Regions from separate parts of the Gossypium hirsutum genome. Here region 1 is linked to region 2. The links are chromatin contacts, called in public Hi-C maps. All regions are on one chromosome and are shown on one strand. Each heading gives the region's core, a stretch centred on a gene start, on an enhancer-like site or on the middle of the called end of the contact. The rest is flanking DNA. Distances are from core to core; before and after follow the strand shown.

The links. A called contact is a pair of places that touch in the nucleus more often than the background predicts.
Region 1: a Hi-C map of leaf shows a contact between it and region 2, with 2.0 times the contacts expected there. The contact joins the promoter of LOC107886338 here to the promoter of LOC107886349 in region 2. A contact is called at or near these places in 5 of 34 Hi-C or Micro-C datasets (hypocotyl and leaf).

Annotation. Positions count from the first base shown.
Region 1 is chrA03:73,690,593-73,693,809 of Gossypium_hirsutum_v2.1, reverse strand. LOC107886338 (vacuolar fusion protein CCZ1 homolog B) reads left to right here and starts at 1,911. Exons shown (of 10, transcript XM_016810246.2): 1 at 1,911-2,041; 2 at 2,150-2,358; 3 at 2,470-2,563; 4 at 2,835-3,018. The coding sequence starts at 2,177.
Region 2 is chrA03:72,968,782-72,972,514 of Gossypium_hirsutum_v2.1, reverse strand. LOC107886349 (TIMELESS-interacting protein) reads right to left here and starts at 1,720. Exons shown (of 5, transcript XM_016810270.2): 1 at 1,081-1,720; 2 at 855-977; 3 at 323-422; 4 at 65-168. The coding sequence starts at 1,482. LOC107886351 (a long non-coding RNA gene) reads left to right here and starts at 1,664. Exons shown (of 2, transcript XR_001680735.2): 1 at 1,664-2,149; 2 at 2,332-3,468.

The DNA.
Region 1 (3,217 bases), core at 662-3,161, 720 kb before region 2:
CTATGATTATTGTTGAAACTCTTGAAGAGATCAAAATATATTTCCCCAAAAATTTTCCTCACTCATGATTTTCAAAAGAATGGTGATATAAATGCCTAGCAATACATTCAAATAGTCATTTGAAAAACTAGTATTCAAGATTGAATACGTAGAATATGAGAAAGTATGTGATGTTTTCATGAGGAGGAATAAATACACGTTGTACTATTTTTCCCTTAACTGAGGTTTTGTCCCATTAGGTTTTCCTGATAAGTTTTTTAATGAGGCAATATATTATGCATATTATAGATTGTCTACTCTTTTTCCTTTGTTTTTATCCCACAGGGTTTTTCTTAATGAGGTTTTAACGAGGCACATTATCTACCAATGGACATTCAAAGAGAAGGGTTATGAATATCTTATGAAGTGGATGCCCATCATGATCAAGATAAAATTTTGGTGTACTTTAAATTCTAATAGTTATTAGAATTAGATATCTACTTCTTTTATACTTCTTATGCCTATAAATAGAGACTCTGATGAAAAATTGTAATACCCCTTTCGATCAATAAAGTACATAATCTATTGTTTTCATATTTTCTTTTGTTCTTTATTCTCTCCATCTCTCTTTATTTTATAATATAATTCTTTTTTTTTGTTACACAAAAGCAATATTTTCAGAATTGAACCGATGGTTAAATTAATTAGACAATCGATTCATGTTCTAATCAGTTCATCCTGTTTAATTGAATAAATTTATTAATGATATAAAAGAGGAAAAAAAAGGAAAAATTGGTTCACTCGACTTGATAGCCAGTTCAATTGGTTTAATCGATTTAACCGGTTCACAATTAGTCGATCTGATCCCTTATTTAGGACCTATACCCCGATCAACTCCCAAATCAACTAGTTGGTCTAATTCTAAAAACGACGCATAAAAATTATAATGTCAAGGTACTTAATTTTTATAAATATATAAAAAGATTAACAACATAAATTCAATACTAAAAATTAATATCTAATTTAGTAACACTTAAAATTTTCTAATTTATCAATAGTACCTAACTTCCAAGGTATGTATACGACTCACTTTGTAAATACCCTCTCAAATGTAAATGTATATATATATATTTCTATGAGGGTGTGTTTGTGTTTCTATATAATAAATTCATAAATATTTGATTATAATAATATATGAACCTAAAACACCATACATGATAAATATTTAACTTTATTATTATAATCAAAGCATCAATTATTTTTATATGGATTTTTAATAAATATATATTTTAATTATTTTCACCCACATGTGCCATTAATCTAGTTTACTATAGGTTCGAGTGAGAAAAATTAAAAAACCAAAAATTGATCTAAATTGTAGTGTTTGAATAGTTTATGAAATGCAAATTAAAAAATTGTGTTTACTTGTAATCAAATCGAATTCTAGTTTTTATTTAATTTATAATTAAATCTAATTTTTATGATATAAAAAATAAATAAAATTTAAAATAGTCAAAATTATTTAAGAGTTTTGTATAAAAAATATGTATTGATTATTGTTTATTTATTTGAAAAATTATTCTTTAAAACTTTATCAAATAATATTAAAAAATTATAAAAATAACTTTAATTTCTCAAAATAAGTCTAGAAAAAAACTATATAAAAAACTAAAAATCAAACCAAATTGATATCCCTTCAAAATTCGTGGCTGTCCCTCCAAAAAAATGTTGTCTTCAAAATTTGAGCTTAAGCTCTTTCCTTAATAATACAATGTGCCTTACCATTATATTCAACTAATTCTTAGTTAGCTTTTGATAATTTAAATTTAAGCAATTTGAAAAGAGTGGTTGTAGGCTTTAGGCTCCAAACTTGATGCCCAACTCAAATTGGGCTTTACCATGACAGCCCAAAAGTTGCCCTTCTTTAATTTAATTTTTATTCATTAACTAACAATTACTCCTTCCACCTACGATTCAAAGTTCATCTCCAAACCGCAAGTCTACTCGCTCTCGTTCTTTGGCTACTGAGGATCTGAGAAGCTTCATCGCCAAATTTTACAGAGTAAGTGTTTTGGCATCTCACTGTCGCTTTTTCTTAATTTTTCTTTCCTAATAATTGTGTAGCTTTTTTTTGCGTTCCAATCTTCCTTTTTCTGTTTATTTCAATCAGGTTCATTGAAACAAATTAGCTAGTTTCATGGGTTTGTCGTCTATTGGCACTGCTACTGAAGGCATGCAACTCTGCATATTTGATTTGAGAAGAGGCCAACATGAAGGGCAAGAACTTGATAAAATTTTGTACTTCTTTCCTCCTGATTTGCCCTTTTCGACTCAACTCTCTGTGGTTGGGCTCAGCGAAGGGCTTATTACATTCACGCGGTTAGTACTAAGGAACCCCTTTCGTGATCCATCGTGTTCAGTTTAAGATTAGAACAAAGTTTCTTTGTTTAGCTAGTTCTTTTTACAAAAACATTAGAGTTTTTTCTGCAGAATTTTCTCTCCGGAGGCTGCTTGCGACGTTATAGAGGCAGAGAGGCACTCTCATGTCTTTTACGAGGCAGAGCCAGATATTTGGATGGTTATGGTATGAATGTAGTTGTGACTATCTAGTATGATATATATTTTTTCTATGTCCATTTGCTTCTGAATGGTAATTTTAGGCATAGATGTACAAATGTTTGGTTATTGGTGTCAATAGATTGTCTTGAAATCTTGAAACCTTGTTTAGACGTGTTCCGGTAATTACCAGCATTTTGTTGGAAAAAGAGTAAAGTACATATATCTTGGTCAACCTGTAAAATTTTGTCCCTTGATGGGAAAGTCTGATGTCTGATATCTGCTATTTATTGTTATAGATAGTGGAGAAAAGTAAGGAGCCGGAAGCCATATGGCGGATTGATGCATTAAGAGAGGTTCTCAAGGAAATTCACTCTCTTTTCATTATGTTTCATGGATCTATTAGAGCTTTGCTTGACAAAGAACCTGGCGGAGGACTAACTCGTGCTCATTTATACCCTTTCATCATGGATTATCTAAGAGGTAAGTTATGAAATTTTATGTCTGCTTGAAACTTGTGCTAAGTTTATTGTTATTTTGTCTTTGATTCAAAATATTTCATTGCAAGTCACTAATTGTCAGCATGTCAAAAGCTGTCTCCCTTGGATGAGTGCTGCTGGGGTAATGCTGAAGTTGCTGTATCAAATGGCTTTATCTGGATTTGTGCTTCCAAGTCTTGCTG
Region 2 (3,733 bases), core at 471-2,970:
TGTTCACAAGTATAACAGAAAGAACATAGACAACTGAAGAACAAGTTCAAAGGAATACGGTTACCTCAGAAACTTTCTGGTAAATCTCATTAAGCATGCTGTCTTGAATATCATCTACATGATCTACCTCATAGTGGGCATGAGTTTGTTCCTCAGAATGTCCAGCCACTACAATAAAGAGAGGGTTGCTTATTTTGTCACCTTAAAGAGCAATACAATAGTATGCCTCTAAGCAATAAAACAAATAAACATGCTTGAAATGGGCTACATGGAAATGGAATCTGTTACAACCAAAAGAAAAAAAGGCACTGTTGCAGCATACCTTGCCCATCGCTGGGGCCATTAAATTCATCTGGACTTTCATGCAATTTTGTAGGATCCCCTCCTCTAGCAACTCGCTCTCTTAAGTCTCTAACACAGTTCTGACAAGATATATGCAACAAACGAATTATGCTTATGTATACCCAGAATTTACTCAGCTGTCCATATCATGAAGATGCTAAAGCAAATTCACCGGCACGTAAAGGGATTTAAATTTACTGTCATCAAAGCTGCCTGTATTTTAGGGAAACAAAGAACATCTATGGAGTCCAGATCAACACGAACAATCTCAAACAAAGCTAAATAGCTAATACAATACGTGAAATTCAATGGTTAAACATTAAACCTCGTCTCGTTATGTACATTTAAATTTTAGAGTCTCAAAAGATAATATCAGAATAACCCAAAGCTACGAGTAAGAGGTAGTCAATCGCGTAATGTCTTGCAGGCTACTCCCCTGAAACAAAAACTACTTTACCCTAAATTCAGTAAAAAGTCATTGAACACTGCAAATTAAGGGTTGAATGAGTTACCTTAACACGTTTGGAAGAAGCAACTTTATCCACTTTATGTACAAACTGATCAAAGGAGTAATAAGGGAGCAAATACTTGTGCCACTCTCTGTACAACCCAATTAAGTTTCTCAAATCACTGGCCTAAAAGCAAAAAACTTTAAAGCTTAATTAAATCACCCAAAAAAAGGTAAAAGAAGAACAATCATATGAAGTTAAGAGAAAGAAGATAAATCTAGTAATCTACCTCGTGACTGCGACCGCGGTCCCTAAAAGCCCGAGGGAAGTGGCGAAGGATGTAACCGATACCATCATCGGAGAGGAGAAGTTCAGGTGTGAGCTTGGGTCGGGTTCTGCTTTTGGATACTTTCTTGGGCTTTTCGGGTCTAGGGAGCTGATTGGGAGTATAGCTGAGGGCGGCGGAGGCGGCAGAGGAAGCGTTGAGATTGGGTTGATCGGGGCAGTCACGAGCCCAGTGACCGGGTCTTCCGCACTTGTAGCAGCCTTTTCCGACGGGATTTGGGATACCGGATCCGGGTTTTCCGGGATTGGGATGATCGGATTTGAGGGCCTCGGGGCAGTCATGGGACCAGTGGCCTGTCTTTCCGCATTTGTAGCAACCCGTCGGCGCTGATTTTGGATTCTCCATTTCGCACTTCTCTCAGGTGTTTAGGTTCTTCTCTTACTACGTTTACTATTTATTTGCTCCTTTTGTATATGGCGGAAGATATTGGAGGGAAAAAAATATTAGCATTTTTTATTTCGGCCCAAATCCACCAGTTTCTAATAAACTTATCTTTAAATTCGGTCCTCTTTTTTTTCTAATATCTAAGAGATAAGTTAGTAAGAAAAAGGTTTTCCCTACAATATCTCCCGCCACATACAAAAAGAGCAAATAAATAGTGATCGCCCATTTTTCTCTGTTTGTCTCAAGATTTCGTCGAAACTTGTGGGTTTCTGTCGAAATTTCTTGTTTGATCTATGGTTCTTGAAGCCGAAGTGCGAGAAAAGGTCCTTCTCGGCGCTGTCTCGATTCAACTCTTGTTCGCTGGTTTTTCTCCGTTTTATCTCGGGATTTTGTCGGAGCGTTTGGGTTCCCTCCGGAAATTCTTTTTTCTGTGTTTGCTCGCTGCTAGTTGCTTCCTTTCAGCTGGGGTTTTCAGGCTGCTGGTGTTTCTTTCTTTTCATTGCTGGTGGGGTTCTGAGAGTTGGGTCTCACTGGATTCTTCGATTGGCTCGGTTTGGGAGCTTTTTTGGTTGTTTCTGTTGTGAGGGGTCTTCTCTTCAGTGAGCTCCTTTTTCAGCTTTTCTGTCAGGTTCAAGTCTTCCCTTGGATCCACTTTTATTGTTGCTCTTTCTTTTTCTATGATTTGATTTTGGTTTGGTTATTTCACTTCTTCATTGAAAGATGACTCAGGGTTGATGGATTGTTGCTTTATGATTGGTTTTCTTTGCATTATTGTTTGCTTATTATGAATATTGTGGCTTGGAACTGTAGAGGTTTAGGCCAACAACACTCTGTTAGGGCTTTAAGGGATGTTTATCAAAAACATAATCCCGACATTATATTTCTTAGTGAGACTAAACAGAGGGGCTCAAAACTGGAAAAACTCAGGAACAGATTGGGCTATGTTTACTCAAAGTATGTTGATCCAACGGGGACTGCAGGAGGTCTCTCTTTGTGGTGGCGATAAAATGTGAATCTGCATGTCTATGTAGCTACTAAGAATTTCTTTGATACAACTGTTGAAACGGAAAAAGGTTCCTTTGTGTACGGACATCCCTATGTTAAGGGTAAATTGGAAGTTTGGGAAGCTATTAAAAAGCTTAATCACTGGTGCAATAAAGCATGGTGCTGTATAGGAGATTTTAACGACGTACGTTTTAACTATGAAAAGCAAGGAGGTAATCCGATTGATGTGTCAAGAGCTTGGGAGTTTAATAAATTTATCTCTGGATGTAATTTGTTTGATCTACCGGTTCAGGGAGGGGAGTTTACTTGGGCCAACAATAGGGACAATAAAGGATTCGTCAGAGAAAATCGACAGAATCCTATGTAATGCTCGATGGTGTAATTGGTTCCCGAACTGTTTAGCATCTTCTGACATTGCTATTGGGTCTGATCATAAGCCTCTCTTTCTTTGCCTTGAGAAGAGGGATAAACAAAATTGGAAGTCCTTTAAATTTAGGTCGGAGTGGCTTGTCAATGATGAGCGTAAAGATGCTGTCATGGAGGGATGGTCCTTTAACGGTAGTGGGGAGTTCGGGGTTAATTCTCATATAAAATGGAGGAAACTAGGAGAGCTATCCCAATGGAACAACATGACGAGGAGAAATGTTAGAAAGTGAAGCTGAAGGATTGTCGAGGAAAATAAGCTTATTCGAAATGGGGTTTTAACCCAAATGAAGATGGAAGAACTGAAGATTTCTATCTTGATCAACGAAGCTAATAGGGAAAGATTCAAACTGGGAAGGGGACTTAGGCAAAGGATGATGTGTGGCTTTGCCAGAGATGTGAAGAGATCAAATCGATGTAACATATTCTATTTTTCTGCCATTTGCTATGAAAGTTTGGAAACTTTCTTCCTTCAGTAACTATCCAAGGAAGGAAGGTTTCAAAGGGATGTTTTTTTTACCTCTTTTGCATTTTGATCCATGTCTTTTCATCTCGATCAATCTTTTAAAAAATTATTTTTTGAGTAATTAAAATGAAAACAATTTAAAAAATTAAGTGACTAAAATGAAAGTGTAAATATGATATGGTATACATAATCAACTATTATGTGTAACTAAAATAAAAGTGTTTTAAAAAATATATAATGAAATTGTGAGGATTTCATTTTTAGATAATCAAAATATAAAATTAGGTGACCAATTGGTTACCCAAAAACTTAATTACC